Linked DNA regions of Cricetulus griseus: region 1 is linked to region 2. A link is a contact called in public Hi-C data. All regions are on one chromosome and are shown on one strand. Each heading gives the region's core, a stretch centred on a gene start, on an enhancer-like site or on the middle of the called end of the contact. The rest is flanking DNA. Distances are from core to core; before and after follow the strand shown. Region 1 overlaps Sidt2 (SID1 transmembrane family member 2). Region 2 holds the start of Pcsk7 (proprotein convertase subtilisin/kexin type 7).

What was found. A called contact is a pair of places that touch in the nucleus more often than the background predicts.
Region 1: a Hi-C map of liver shows a contact between it and region 2, with 2.2 times the contacts expected there. The contact joins the enhancer-like site here to the promoter of Pcsk7 in region 2. A contact is called at or near these places in 2 of 8 Hi-C or Micro-C datasets (fibroblasts and liver).

What each region holds. Positions count from the first base shown.
Region 1 is chr4:157,663,662-157,671,014 of CriGri-PICRH-1.0, reverse strand. It overlaps Sidt2 (SID1 transmembrane family member 2), which reads left to right. Exons shown (of 24, transcript XM_027412045.2): 7 at 236-288; 8 at 1,310-1,378; 9 at 1,544-1,615; 10 at 1,797-1,859; 11 at 2,626-2,744; 12 at 3,088-3,161; 13 at 3,251-3,317; 14 at 3,820-3,893; 15 at 4,029-4,152; 16 at 4,683-4,800; 17 at 5,354-5,490; 18 at 5,740-5,848; 19 at 6,046-6,122; 20 at 6,294-6,340; 2 more. Among named protein-coding and RNA genes, the nearest start is that of Tagln, 8.7 kb to the right of the region's middle. Within about 2 kb of position 2,399, at least 1 of the 6 cell types and tissues checked has open chromatin away from gene starts, as enhancers often do.
Region 2 is chr4:157,627,414-157,634,664 of CriGri-PICRH-1.0, reverse strand. Pcsk7 (proprotein convertase subtilisin/kexin type 7) reads right to left here and starts at 4,970. Exons shown (of 17, transcript XM_027412029.2): 1 at 4,863-4,970; 2 at 2,405-2,526; 3 at 1,344-1,823; 4 at 593-727. The coding sequence starts at 1,811. Rnf214 (RING finger protein 214) reads left to right here and starts at 5,102. Exons shown (of 15, transcript XM_027412033.2): 1 at 5,102-5,370; 2 at 7,029-7,142. The coding sequence starts at 7,036.

The sequences.
Region 1 (7,353 bases), core at 1,150-3,649, 39 kb before region 2:
TGGCCCTTCAGGGGTGGGCCAGACAAGCACTCATTGGGACCTGTGGTCCATGGACTATTTCTTTGTAAACAGGCTCATCCCATCATTCCTTCCCAAGCTGGGGACACCCTTTTATTCGCTGGTGTGTGAGAAGCCAAGGATTCAGGGGTTATATGCAAAGAGAGGATAGAAGGAAAGTTAGGCTAGCCTAAGACAGGTCCTCACCCTGCCTCTGTTGTCCTCTGAATTCCTGCAGGCAAAGGAAGAAGACTCTGCTGGTGGCCATAGACCGAGCCTGCCCAGAAAGTGGTATCTCCAGGGAACAGGGGTTGGGTGGATCTGTTGTGGGGAGACGGGGAGCAGGGCTGGGGAAGGGAAGGGTCAGAGAAGGGCAGGTTGGTGGCTTCTTCATGTTCAGCCTGGAAGTAACATTTCACAAGTGGAAACAGGTTGGGGGCTTGGCTCGCCCCTTCATAGACACTCTGGAAACTATCCTCTGGTTTGTACTGGTGGCTTGCTGTACTGCCAGCCTGCCTCAGGCTGTGCACCTCAGTCTCAAGTGGTTAACTTTCCATTCTCTCTCTTTCCTTCATCACTTCTCTCTGTGCCTTCCCTCCTGCTTGGACCTCTCTCTCAGCTTCTCTCCTTGGTAAGCTCCGGGTGCTGTGGGCAGAGGAGCTGCTGTCCAGGGGGAGGAAGGTGAAGCATAAGGGCTACCTAGGGAGGGCTTTAGGCACTAGATGTCATGTTCCTTGGTGGCTTAGATAGGTTGTTTCCTTGATCAACCTCTCTCAAGTTTTCTTTTCCTTTTTAATTAAAAATTCTTTTAAGCTGGGCGTTGGTGGCGCACGCCTTTAATCCCAGCACTTGGGAGGCAGAGGCAGGCGGATCTCTGTAAGTTCGAGGCCAGCCTGGTCTCCAGAGCCAGTGCCAGGATAGACTCCAAAGCTACACAGAGAAACCCTGTTTTGTTTCTCAGAAAAACAAAAACAAATTCTTTTTAGACAAGATCTCATTCATAGCTCAGGATAGCCTGAAACTGATTATGTAGTGCAGGCTAGCCTCAAGTATGTAGCACTGGTCTTGTCTTAGCTAGGCAAGTGCTAGGATTAAAGGCATGGCCTACCATGCCCAGCTTGTTCCCACTTTTAGAACACAGGGTGGCTTGTCTGCTTGAAGTGATATGTTGTGGGGTGAGGTGGGTGTTGGGATCTGTGGTCTTTCTTACTGCTGGCATGGCTCCTCTGTGGCTTTCCCAGGTTCTCCCTTCTCTCCCCCCACCCCTTCCCTTTGCTCACAGGTCTAAGTGGACCTTGACTTCTCATTGCAGGTCATCGGGTCTTGGCCGATTCCTTTCCTGGCAATGCCCCTTATGAGGGTTACAACTATGGCTCCTTTGGTACGTGTCAAAGTCAGGACTGCATTTGCCCATGCCCAGCCACAGCTTCTGCTGCCGCCTCCTGTTGGCCATGCCCTTGCAGCTACTCAGGGCTCTCTAGGAAAAGTTCTGGAGTCTCATTCTGAGGTCACTCCCACCTGCCTCACCACTTATTCCCGCCTGCAGAAAATGCTTCCGGATCCACTGATGGGCTGGCTGAAAGCACGGGTTCAGGGGACATCTCTTACGGTTACCAGGGTGAGTGAGCCATGGAGTGGGGTGTGTGCTGCAGGGCTGCTGTTGACTAGCTGAAACTTCCTGGTGGGCGGTTGCCTCTGTGCCAGATGCTGGAACCAGGGAAGGGCTGCTCTTCTGCCCCCTTCTTCCTCTCTTTCCTACTTGGCCTCAGTTCCCCTGTAACTTTCCCTTTCCTTTGAAGGGCACGACCAGTTCAAGCGGCGCCTTCCCTCTGGCCAGATGCGGCAGCTGTGCATTGCCATGGGTAGATGTGGGGAGGGGGTAGGGCTGCCCTGCCAATCAATTCCTGCCAGGATGGTCGGTCAGTGGAGCTGGCCATCCCTGGGGCCAGAAAGATGTTTAGTGCATGGCTTCCCTATCAAGGTCCACCAGTGCCAGCCCGTGTGTCTTCTGAGATAGACAGGCACTGGCCGCCAGTAAGATGTCCTAGTTCACTGTCTTCTTGCCAGCGTCCTCCTTCCCTGGCTTGCTGGCCAAGGGATCCTGGGTCTGGGTGTCACCTTCTGGCCTTTAGGGGTTTGGGTCGGGTGAGGTAACAGGAGGAGGCTTGTGAAGGCAGGAGATGAAGACAAGGATTGGTGCTTTTTCTCACACCCTTTCCTCTAACTAGGGTTTAACCCAAGGGTGGCCATGGCTTGTCTTCTCAGAACCCCACAGGACTGGGCACCTTTTAATCTGCATGATTGGCTAAGTTCAGTCCTGTACTTGTAACTGGGGTCCACTCAGTGTCCTGGCCTGGAAAGCGCTAGCTCAGGGACCAGAGCCAGGAGTGGAGCAGGCCTGCAGTCATTCTTGTTCAGTGGCCTCTGGCAGAACTCCCACTGGCTCCCACTGAGTTAGGAGTGCATCTCCTCCCAGCATCTGAGCCACCTGCCCTACTGCTCTGAGCCTTGGCCCACAATTCGCCTCTTCCCCATTGTTGGATAATTCTGACATTTGCTTCTGATGGGTGGGGGCAGACCCAGTGTTTGGTCCTGCTGGCCCACACCCTTTTTCTTTGCCATTCCTAGACCGTTCCTTTGACCCAGTGGGTACTCGGCCACGATTGGACTCCATGAGCTCTGTGGAAGAGGATGACTATGACACATTGACTGATATTGATTCAGACAAAAATGTCATTCGCACCAAGGTTTGACATACATGGCCTGACACTGGTCAGGGTTTCTGGAGGAAGGGACTCTGTTGAGGTCACACCCAGCATGTCTCTGTGACTTGTTAGGGATGTGAAGGGGAAGGGCTGATCTGGGACAGGTAGGATGGGTTCTAGGAGAAGTCAGCCTGATTTCTAGTTTCTTCCAGACTAATTGGGCAAGCCCTCTTGACCTAATTAGCCACAGAAGTGGGGAGTTCCAGAACCCTGCCGACTGAATTCTGGGCTTCTCTGAGGGAAGCCCCATGTGCCTGCCCTAACCTGGGTGGCAGGGGTTCCCCCAGGTGCTGGGTAAGTGAGGCTCACTCCTGCTTCTCCTTAGCAATATCTCTGTGTGGCTGATCTGGCACGAAAGGACAAACGTGTTTTGCGGAAAAAGTACCAGATTTACTTCTGGTGAGTGGGCTACACAGACAGGGAGTCCTGTTACTACAGGGCAGCTTCATGGGTCCTGCCCACCTTACCACGGCCCTCCCGCCCCTCAGGAACATAGCAACCATTGCGGTCTTCTACGCCCTTCCTGTGGTGCAGCTGGTCATCACCTATCAGACGGTGAGAGGGCGAGGGTTGGAGCATCTGTCTGTGACTGCCTCACCCTTTAGAACCATTGCAGGCAGAGGCTGCTGTGAACATAGGTCAAGGGACCAGCTTTCAGATCCCAATTCTACTTTTGCTGTGAGACACTGGACTTCTGAGCAGTCTCTTCACCTGCGAATTGGGGGCAAAGTGAAGCTGGGGTTGGGTCTACAAAATAGAGGTCACAGGACTTTGTGAGTGTGACTTCCCTCCCCTTACTGTGAGGCACATATATAAAGAGGACAATGGCAGGCATCTGTGCCACCTAAAGCACACACACACACACACACACACACACACACACACACACACACACATACACACACTCACTCTTAAAAGAGCACCAGCCTGGGTACTGTGTACACACATGTCAGCCAGGCTGGTACTGCTTTTGACTTGCCAGTTGGACCCAGGTGGTGTGGCACGGGCTCCTTGCTGAGTCAGGCATGTTAATACCTTTGCACCCCTGCCCCCACAGGTGGTGAATGTCACAGGGAACCAGGACATCTGCTACTACAACTTCCTCTGTGCCCACCCACTGGGTAACCTCAGGTGGGGATTGTGCTGGCCTAGGGGTGGGTAGGGTAGGCAGCAGTGAGCAGTGCAGGGTAGGGCTTTGTGAATCCTGCTGGCAGAAGAAAGGGAAGGGCCTGAGTGTAAGCTATGTGCGTGTCTTGTGCCCTCTAGCGCCTTCAACAACATCCTCAGCAACCTGGGCTACATCCTGCTGGGGCTGCTCTTCCTGCTCATCATTCTGCAGCGAGAGATCAATCACAACCGGGCCCTGATGCGAAATGACCTCTATGCTCTGGTAAGCCAGCCACTGCCCACCAAGGCTTCCACCTGGCAAGGAGACTTTGTCTAATCCAACTCTACTATCTATCCTGACCCTGCCCTGCCCTCCCCTCCCCTGCCCTGCCCTTCCCTGCCCTGCCCTGCCCTGCCCTGCCCTTCCCTTCCCTTCCCCTCCCCTCCCTTCCCTTCCCTTCCCATTCTTTCTCTTCCCTTTCCTTCTCTTCCCTTCCCTTCCCTTCCCTACCTTGCCTTGCCCTGCCCTGCCCTGCCCAGGTCTGCCCTGCCTTTCTGGGTTCTGCCCTGCCCACATTTCCCCTACTCTTCCTTGCCTTCTCTACCCTACCCACTCTTGCCCTGCTCTGCTTTCCCCTTCCCTGCTCAGCTGTTCTATCCTGCCCTACTCTGTTCTTCCCTGCCTTGTACAACACACCCTACTACCCACTCACTCCATAGCCCAGTCCTTTTCCTCCTCCGTCCCCTTGGGTCTCCTCTCAGGACACTTCTCTTTCCACTTCACTTTTCTTTTCCTTCTCTTTCAATCTGTAGGAGTGTGGGATCCCTAAACACTTCGGTTTATTCTATGCCATGGGCACAGCGCTGATGATGGAGGGACTGCTGAGCGCCTGTTACCACGTCTGCCCCAACTATACTAACTTCCAGTTTGGTGAGTGCTGTCTCCTTGTCTGCTTGAACCTCTACCATCCCACCTGGTAGGAGCCTTGGAGGATGGCCTCTGACTAGAAGATGGCCAGGTAAACTAGGTAGTGGTGGCACACACCTTTAATTCCAGATCTCTGTGTGTTCAAGACCAGCCTGGTCTACAGATTGAGTTCCAGGACAGTCAGGGCTACACATACAGAGAGACCCTGTTTTGAAAACAAACAAACAAACAAACAAACAAAAAAAAACAAAGGAAGGAAGAATATGGCCATCTGTCCTGCCTCCTCTCCAGTCATTCCTACAGAAACTGAAAAGACAAAACCTTCAGGAAATACTCCCTGACTTCAGGGTTTTCATATACCAAGACCCTCAAACTAAGTTGTTCTTAACTTCAGAGAGCAGCAGACTGGCTAAAAAGTTGTGTGATTCAGGGGGCTAAAGCGCTGACCCTCCAACTTGCTCATAGCATTCCAAGGCACTCTTTGCTTGTCCGGGCTGAGAGTTGTGTATGGAGTCCCCATGGGTGTCTCTTTAGCTCACATCCTGTTCCTACCCAGACACCTCATTCATGTACATGATTGCTGGCCTCTGCATGCTGAAGCTCTACCAGAAGCGGCACCCAGATATCAACGCCAGTGCCTACAGTGCATATGCCTGCTTGGCCATCGTCATCTTCTTCTCCGTTCTGGGCGTGGTGAGGGCCTTGTCTACTCTGCACACCCCATGGGAAAGGCACATGCATACACACGTGGGGGTGCACTCATCCTGTCCTCCACTGCTGGAGAGGTTCTGCCTCTTCCCTAAGGGGCCATCCTGGGTCCCTCTATAACTGCAGCCTAACCAAACAGCCTGTCTAGTAAGAATGCAGACAAAGAAGGCAAAGAAGGGCATGGGAACAGCTACCCTCAGCAGCCCCTCACCCCACATTGGGGCTTCTCCACAGGTTTTTGGCAAAGGGAACACGGCCTTCTGGATCGTCTTCTCGGTCATCCATATCATTTCCACCCTGCTCCTCAGCACACAGCTCTACTACATGGGCCGCTGGAAGCTGGGTAAGGTCATGCCCAGGGCAGGGTGTATGAGGGTATGGGGGACCTTGGGTACCTGGACACAGGGACTTTAGATTTCTTGGGCTGGGATGGAGGAGTCACTGGGTAGGAAATTGAGAGTGCTCCTTGACACTACTATGCTGTGAAGTACCTGGCTCCTCTCAACCATGCCATCTCATTGCCACACCCTCTCATTGCAGACTCTGGCATCTTCCGCCGCATCCTCCACGTGCTGTACACAGACTGCATCCGGCAGTGCAGTGGGCCTCTTTATATGGTACCTGCCCAGCTCCCTAACCCCTTCCTCCTCTGACTCCCTCCTCCCTGTGGGATCAAGGTGTGTCAGAGAACACAGGGTAGGGTGGGGACAGGCTGACTTGAGCCTTCTGCCACTTGTCTCCCTGTCTCTCTTCCCTGTCTCAGTCCCTGTGTCTCTGCTTCCCTTCAGGACCGCATGGTACTCCTGGTCATGGGCAACATTATCAACTGGTCTCTGTGAGTGTGGCCGTGGAGTCAGCTGGGACACAGTCAGCCACAGGCTGACTTAGGGGACTAGAGACAGTTTTGAGGTGTTGAACATAAAGGATGGGGGATAAAGAGAGATGTGTTAGCCCCTGGGCTTCTAGACCCTTCTGTAAGCCTGCGAACACAGTCCAATATAATGATGAGGCATGGTGGGGTATGGGCAGACGTGAGGCCCTCCCTCTTACCCCAGACTCACTCCTCCTTTCAGGGCTGCATATGGACTCATCATGCGCCCCAATGACTTTGCCTCCTACTTGCTGGCAATTGGCATCTGCAACCTGCTGCTTTATTTTGCCTTCTATATCATTATGAAGGTAAGTGGGAAGGGCTGAGAGGAGGGAGCTGTTCTGTTCCTGTATCTTTGACAGTGAGGTTTGGGGGGGTGGTTTGAATCTCTTGTATGTACTCTTGGGAGCCACCTGCTAAGCAAGTGCTCTGCCACCAAGCCATGCTCCAGCCCGAGTTCACTGACCTTGTGATAGACCAGGCCTCTGAGGACTGGTGTCTCCCAGTGACTTTCCATGTAGTTCAGTGTGAGGGATCACACACCCCCTGCCCCCGCAAAGTGCCTTTGTTGGCTCAGGGATTTGGGTATGTGGACACCTAGCTTAGGGTGGATATCGGGCAAAGACACAAGGCTGCCAGCATGGGACTTGGTTGGGTTCTATGGTTGAGCCCTGTGAATATGGGAGGGACCCGGGTAAGAACACAAAGGTGGGCAGTGGCCTGGCTGACAGCCGCATGTTCTCCCTAGCTCCGCAGTGGAGAGAGGATCAAACTTATCCCCCTACTCTGCATCATCTGTACCTCTGTGGTCTGGGGTTTTGCGCTTTTCTTCTTCTTCCAGGGACTCAGCACGTGGCAGGTAAGTAGTCACCTCCAGGCTTGTAGCAAGCCAACCCATGGCACGTTCTCCACCTGTGGCCAGGCCTTCCTTAGTGACTTCTCACTAAAGCCTCCTGATCAGCGTGCCAGCATGGAAA
Region 2 (7,251 bases), core at 3,721-6,220:
GCCAACAATTGGTCACTTACTGGTTAGAATGGATCAGTTCCTAAATGTCAGAGAGAACAAGGAACTGGGAGTTTCTACCTCTACGTTAGAGTTAGCAAGTCCATCACCTTGAGTAAACAAGGGTTATGACACATGAGCTAAGGATACTGGGGAAAAACAGAGAAGGGCCAAAGCTTTTAGCAAACCTCTCTCTTGCCTATATAGGACTGTGGCCGATGCTTGGGGGAAATCTGGGATAAAAGAGATTTCAGATTCTCTAAGAGAAACACCTTACACCTTAGCCAGTTTTCAGAACCTCTTAAGAGAAAGTAATAGGTGCCCATAAGGCCACTCCCTGCTCCCCAGGGCAGGAGTAGCAACAACAGGAAGCAGGAAGTATTGCCTGGAATCGCGATTGCTATAGACTAAAGTCACCTTCTGGGCCTTAACTGCCAGTCTGGAAAGCTAACTGAGAAAGGAAGGTAGAACAGCACTAGCCCCCCTCCCAGGCTGTTTGGCTTGGCTCAGCACTTTCTAGGAAAGGGAACAAAAGGGAGGTAACACCAAAGAGAAGGAGCAATGTGGCAGCAAGGGGTCATTCCAGGCCACTCACATAGTTGGGTGCAATGTCCTGGATGGTGTGCTCCACTCCATCGTCCACCACCACCACCGTCACCCCTCGCCCAGTAACATTTCGCTCCCACACACCTGTCACATTGATGTCTCTGCCTGGGCTCCGCCGATTATTCTGTAGGAGAGACAGAGAAATCCAGGGACACACAGGTTGGCTCAAAGGGACAAGTTAATGCTACTCCCTCCCTTGGCTTCTACCAAAAAGCCAAACAGAGGCCATAGACCAACAGAGTCCTGTCCCTCCATTCCTTGGTCTCCAAGAAAGTTTGGCATCACTTGTGGGTGACTCGGGGCGAAATGGTGGCTAGGGCTAAGTGGTAATTATTACACAATAAGGTTAGCAGTTAGCCTATATATCACAGGGTCTACCACTTGTAAGACACTTTTCTAAGTGCTTCACATTTATACTCATTTTAATGGTAACTCTATGAGGTATGTACTGCTACAGTCTCCATTTTACAGGGGCTGCACGGAGAGACGAAGCAGGTCAGCCAAAGGGACACACTAGAAAGTACAAGGCTAAAACAGAGGCTCAGGAAGAGTAGCCACAGTGAGTGCATACACCCTCAGCACTGCACTGCTCTTCACAGCAGACAGAGGAGGTATGGGCTAAGAGCAAACTCTATTCGTAGTCCACAGACATGTCCCCTCAGTCAAAGCACTAGGCAGCAGGAGAAAGCCTCAGCTGAAAGCACATTAGAGCCGAGCCTGTCTATCTGAGCTGTACTTACCAGGTGCCACTGCTGAGGGTACTTGGGATCATTGAAGTGGATGCTGCGCTTGGCCCGCTTCAGCAGCTTCTGCTCTGAGTGCCAGCGCACAGCTTCATGCTGGGCTAACACAGCCTCTGCCTGCTGCCGCATGGCCTCCACCTCCATGGCTTGCTTGTGCCCAGCTGGCTGGACGAGGAGGTAGTGCCCCTGCAGCTCTCCAATGCGCCCAGCATTCACCAGCCCTGCTGCCTGGGCCAGGGCATCTGCCTGTTGCATCAGACTCTCTTCCTTCCTCTCTCCTTCTAGGCTGTCCAGATGTACGGCCCAGCTTAGCCCCCCTGCACCCAAGCTGTCAAGCCCACTTGCCTCTGACAGACCCATGACCCAGGGAACCATAAAGAGGAGCCCAGCTAATTCCAGCCAGAGGCAGATGGGCAGGCCCAGGGGGGCATCCAAGTGTGGGACTTTCTGCCTCCCTTTCGGCATCAGAACAGCAGGCTGCAGACAAAAGGAAAGGACATCAGCAGAGAAGAGCCAGCAACAGCAGGAATCTCAGAGAGTGACTATGGTCTGTCAGTGTGTTCCCCTTGGAAAACACAACCCACTTATTTCAAGGGATTAGTCATTTGATATTCATATTCTCTCTCCATCCCCCTACCAATTACATTTACCTCTAATCAAAATGTTAACCCCAAGCTGGAGTATGAGCCAGGTCTAACCCCAGCGGATAATCTCCCATGGAACAATGGACCATCTCTGCTGCCCCAATAGCCTGGCATTACCCAGGTGCTCATGGGTTTCAGGCTGCTCACTCAGTATTCAAAGTACACATCATTCCCATAACTGACAGTATCAGGACCCCCCCTCCCTCTTTTTTGACAGGATCTCATCATATAGCTCTGGCTGTCCTGGAACTCAGTATGTAGACCAGGCTGGCCTCAAACTCATAGAGATCCACCTGCCTCTGCCTGGGATTACAGGTGTGTGCCAGCACACCCAGCTCTACCTCTCTCTTATTTAGAGACGACATAAATCTTCCCCAACTGACTTCTGACTCCTACAACGGGGCCCATTCCTACCTGGGCTCTCTGTGAAGTTTAGGTCCTGGTCTGGGTAACCACGTCACATTCATTTTGTGAAACTGGAGGAAAGGTGTCACCTTCACAGTGAGGACTGCTGACTGGGAAGACAAGCTGCAGACCTATGTGTCCCAAGAACCAGGGGGTGAAAAAAGTATCCCATCAAAGCCAGCAAAACAGGAGTGATAGTGAAGGCTAGGACTGACCAGTGACCAATGTTAAGTATCATCTCCAAGGACCTAAAGTGAGCCATAGCCTGGAAGAGATCCGTCACAACAAGGTCACACAACAAACCCAGATACCCCACTTCTTGACCTAGCATGTCATTCTTTTATCATTTGCTTTTCTGAAATCTTAGCAGGACTTTAAATGCTAGCATCTCCTGTTACCAGGAAACTGGCAATCCAGCCCCCAGGTGGGGAAATCAGGTAAAAAGCTGACAATAAAACTTATTGGGTGGTCCCCGAAGAAGGGGAGGGGGATAAGAACCCCTGAGCAAATCGGGAGGGGGGGAGGTGGAAAAGGAGAGGGGAAGAAGAGGAAGGGGGAGGAGAACAGAAGAGAACAGGAGGACTGAGACAGGGGAGGAATAACAGAGGGCAAGAAAGGAGATGCCTTGATAGAGGGAGCCAGTATAAGGTTTGGAGAGAGGTCTGGCACAGGGGAAAAGTTAGAGGATCCACAGGGATGACCCCAACTAAGATTGCCCTTCCCCTATAATGAGACTGGTTGCCATTACTAGAGCTTTATTCCAGTAGCTGATCGAAGCAGGAACAGGCACCCACAGCTAAACACTAAGCCATACTCCTGGAATCCAGTTCTGGAAAGGGAGGATGGATGAGCAAAGGAGCCAAGACTGTGCTGGAGAAACCTGCAGAAACAGTTGACCTGACCTAGTGAGAGCATGGAGACCCTAGTCGTAAAGCTGGGGAACCAGCATTGGACCTAACCAAGCCCTGTGAATGTGGGTGCCAGTTAGGAGGCCAGGGCAGTCTATGGGACCTCTAACAGTGGAGCCAGTCTTTATCCCTAGGCACAAATGGACTTTGGGAGCCCATTCCCTATGGAGGGATACTATTGCAGCCCAGATACAAGAAAGAGGACCTAGGCCATCCCCCAAATGATATGACAGACTTTGATGATCCCCCGTGGAGGGCCTCACTATCCTTGGGGAGTGGGTTGGGGGGAACCGGTGGGGAGCATGGGAGGATGGGAGGGTGAGGGAAAGGGGGATTGATAGGTAAATAAGAGTGTTTCTAAAATAAAAAATTAAAATTAAAAAATTATATCAAATAACAATCAGTAAACCTTAAAAAAAACTTATTGGGCATAAATGCATGTGGGTAACTGGGAGAATGGAAATGACTAGCAAGAAGGACTAAAGATCTGTCCCTGTCTCACCAAGTTGACTTCTCAGTGAGGGCACGCACTCTGCCCTGACTTTAATCACTCAAAGGACAACTGCCAAATTAAAATTAGTGAGCAACTGTGGGGGACAGGGACAAGGCACATGTGGGCTCCTGAGCTTCTTTAAAAGCCACTAAGTCTACTAAGCCCTACCTAGAGCAGTCCTAGTACCCAGACACACACTCAGATGGGGCCAAACTCAAAACAGTCTAGAAAAGGTATTCTGTCTTATGAAAGATTCCTTGGAAAGGTAGAGAAGTTATGCCAACAATCACTCCTCTCCCAGATTATTCTATTAGTGTAACTTATCCCTTTTCCTCGATTTTGTTTTTATTTTTTTAACTGGATTTTTTTGTATAAACAGCTGAGGACTCATGATCCTTACATGTGTGGGCCACCATGCCCTCAAGTTCCCGGACATATTCCCTCTTACATGCCTCCCTGACCCTGACTTGCTTCGATTGTCCCAGGATACCTAGTCTGCATAGAAGTACACTCAGAATCCAGTTAGAAAGCAGTCATTCACCCAGGCAGGCTCTTAGAGTCGCTGTAGGTTTCACATTTCTGGAAGAGAACCGAGCTTTACCTGTCGCCCAGGGCATAGCCACACTTATTCTCAAGCTTCCGGGCAAGAACTCATAAGCACCTTCCGATAGCAGACCCCATCTCCCTCAACTGCGAGGCCTATCAAAATAGCATTTAGTTATCAAGGGAGAAGAAGGGCATCTCTCCTGTTCAGGATTCTCCTCTCTAGCCACTGTCCTTCACGTTCCTTCACCCTGCTCAAAGCAACCATGTCAAGCACAGAATATTAGTTTCACGGGTGGTCCTTCCCAGCGTCCTCGGTTGCTCTGTGCAACACGCCCCTCTCTCATTAGGACCTATGCTATCCGGAACCTAAGAGCCGGAGGCCCCCGTCCCGCTCGGGTCGCCCACGCCAGGTCCCAAGGTGCCCTCAGCGCAGCTCCTCCTCCGCTTGTGCCGATCGCGCCAGTCCAGGGCCACCCGGATTTCCGAGGTCCAGCCCGCTACCCACTACTCCCCAACTCACCCGCAGCAGCCTCCTCCTCCTCCTCCACCTCCTCCTCCTCCTCCTCCTCAGCCTCCGCCGCTGCCTCCCTGCGGAAACTCGCGGCTTCCCGGGAGCCGGAGGAGCCACTGACAGCAACATCACTTCCGCCTGGCGCCGCAGCCAATCAGCGGCTGGGCCTTCGACCTCTCGACCCGCCGCGGGCCGAGCACAGGGCGCTCGGCCAACGCCTGCCGCCGGCTTCCGCCACAGGCCCATGCGGGCTGTGCGGGCTTCGGCGCCCCGCGTCCTCCAGTCCTCCGCCACAGGAGCCCTCCGCAAGAGGGCCCTCGTACTTCATGGCGTCCCCTGAAAGGACCATCTCGGTCCCGACCTCTAAACACCCCTCGTGGCTCTTCTCCCTCGGACTGCCATGGCCCTGACGCTCCCCCGTAACCTCCTCAGAGCGGCTTCCGCCTCCACTGGGTGGATCGCAGTGTCTCTGGCCCTCGTTCCCCCAGGCTCGGCTGTGTCTCAGGATTCTCCCGCGGTGGGTGGCCCTGTTGCCCGGGCGCTGCCCGTGTCTGCCGCCAGAGGGCGCAGTCGGTGGCGGCGCGCACTCCGCGGGGCCGCTCCTCTCGCCGCCCCGGCCTCGCCCCCTGCGCTCGCGCCGCCGGAAGTGGGAGGTGCCGCGCGCGGGCCGGCGCTCGACCCTCCCCCAGGCTCGGCCGCCCCTCCCCCTCTCCGCCCGCTCAGGTGCGTCCCTTCCCTCCCCCTCCCCGCCTTTGCTCCCCGGGGGCGCGGCGCGGGAGGTGTGTGCGGGGCGGCGCGGGCGCGGGGCGGCGGGACTAGGGGGCGCGGCGGGGGCGGGGAGGGGGCGACGGGGACGGGGCTGGAGCCCGGCCTGGGTGTGGGACGGGGGCTGGCGGCCGGTGAGGACCGAGGGGCAGGGGTGGAGGTGTCGCTGCCCCGTGCTAGCGGGCGGCCTAGCGGCCGTCTGCTGCAAAGAGTGGCGGCGACCACCCGGCGCCGCTTCCCCCCATTGTCCCCTTCTGCGTCGCCTCCTGGCTGGCGACCGCCACCGGGTTGCGGGATTCCCTCGGGCGTAGTGGACTCTCCAGGCAGATGTGCGACCCCCGCTCCTCTCGCTTTGGGCTCTAGCCGCGGAGTTTCACGTATGACCCTTGCCTTAAGGTTTTCCTTTACCGGGAACCGGTGACCCAGACCTTGCTCCCTGTTGGAGGCAATGATCTCGACCCTTTTGGAGGCAGAATGTTTGCATCCGAGACAGCAATGGCGTTTCAGGGCCCATTTTCACCCAGGAGCTTTTTTTATTATGAGAGGAAACTGAGGCACTGGGCTGTGACTGTTGTTTGAGCCTGGCTCGGTATCTGCTCTTATGGCCTCTTCTCTGTTCAGAGGTATTCCTGTGATACTGTCAAAATAAAAACAGGAATGTGAACTAATCCTCCCTTCGTCACCTAGTTTTTTTTTTTTTTCTCACCCTTCTGCAGCAAAAAGGACGCTCTTAAAAATAAAAATGAAAAAGCGTCTTCTCGGGTTCTCTACTTGAGTTACCATGTTTTTCAGCATCTCCTTTTCTTCCTGGAGTAACCAAGTAGCAACCTGTTTTGCCACAATGGTAACTCGCTAGTCTGCCCTTGGCAGATACCAGACTATTTGCATCCACAGGGAAGGAATACTGACAGGGTCAAAAAGGCACCCAGGGAAGATGGTCCAGTATGGGTATGACTTGTTCTTGGAAACACCTCCCCCAAAAACCCACACTTAAATTAATAGAGAATGTTTGGCTGGAACAGCCAAAAAGTGATTTTTAAACATTGATTCTGGGCCAAAAAGGTCATCTTTTATAAATGGCAGTAGACAAGGTGGATCATTTGGAAAAATTCATATCATATTGTCATCTATTTTAAATGAACTACTTCTGTCAAGAGAAGGTAAAAGCTTTGCATAGACTCCTAGATATTTATGTACATATGACTGCTCCTGAGGGTTGGTACTGGCTGGTACTTAAGGTGTGAAGTGGCATTTTTTTTTTTATTGCCCTCCTGCAGAATACTCTTTTTTGGGTGTTTATTTTCAGATCCTAAGTTCTTGGTGTTTAGAGGAACAGATACAGTGGGCATTCTGCAGAAGACAGTTTTCAGCTTGTAATTTGTATTGTGTCCTTTGTTTCTGAATGTCCAGAGTGCAGATGGCGGCCTCTGAGGTAGCTGGCGTTGGGGCCAGTGCCCCCAGTCCTTCGGAATCCTCTACTTTATGCGCTTCCAAGACAGATGACGCTCTCCCAGATGGCCTAAGGTAATGTGCAGACTCATGAGGAGAAGGCTTATTGGGATAAGGGGCTTGGAGATGGGCTTCTGACCCACTAGCTATAGCCTTTCCCCCTCAGCACTCTAATGACACTCCT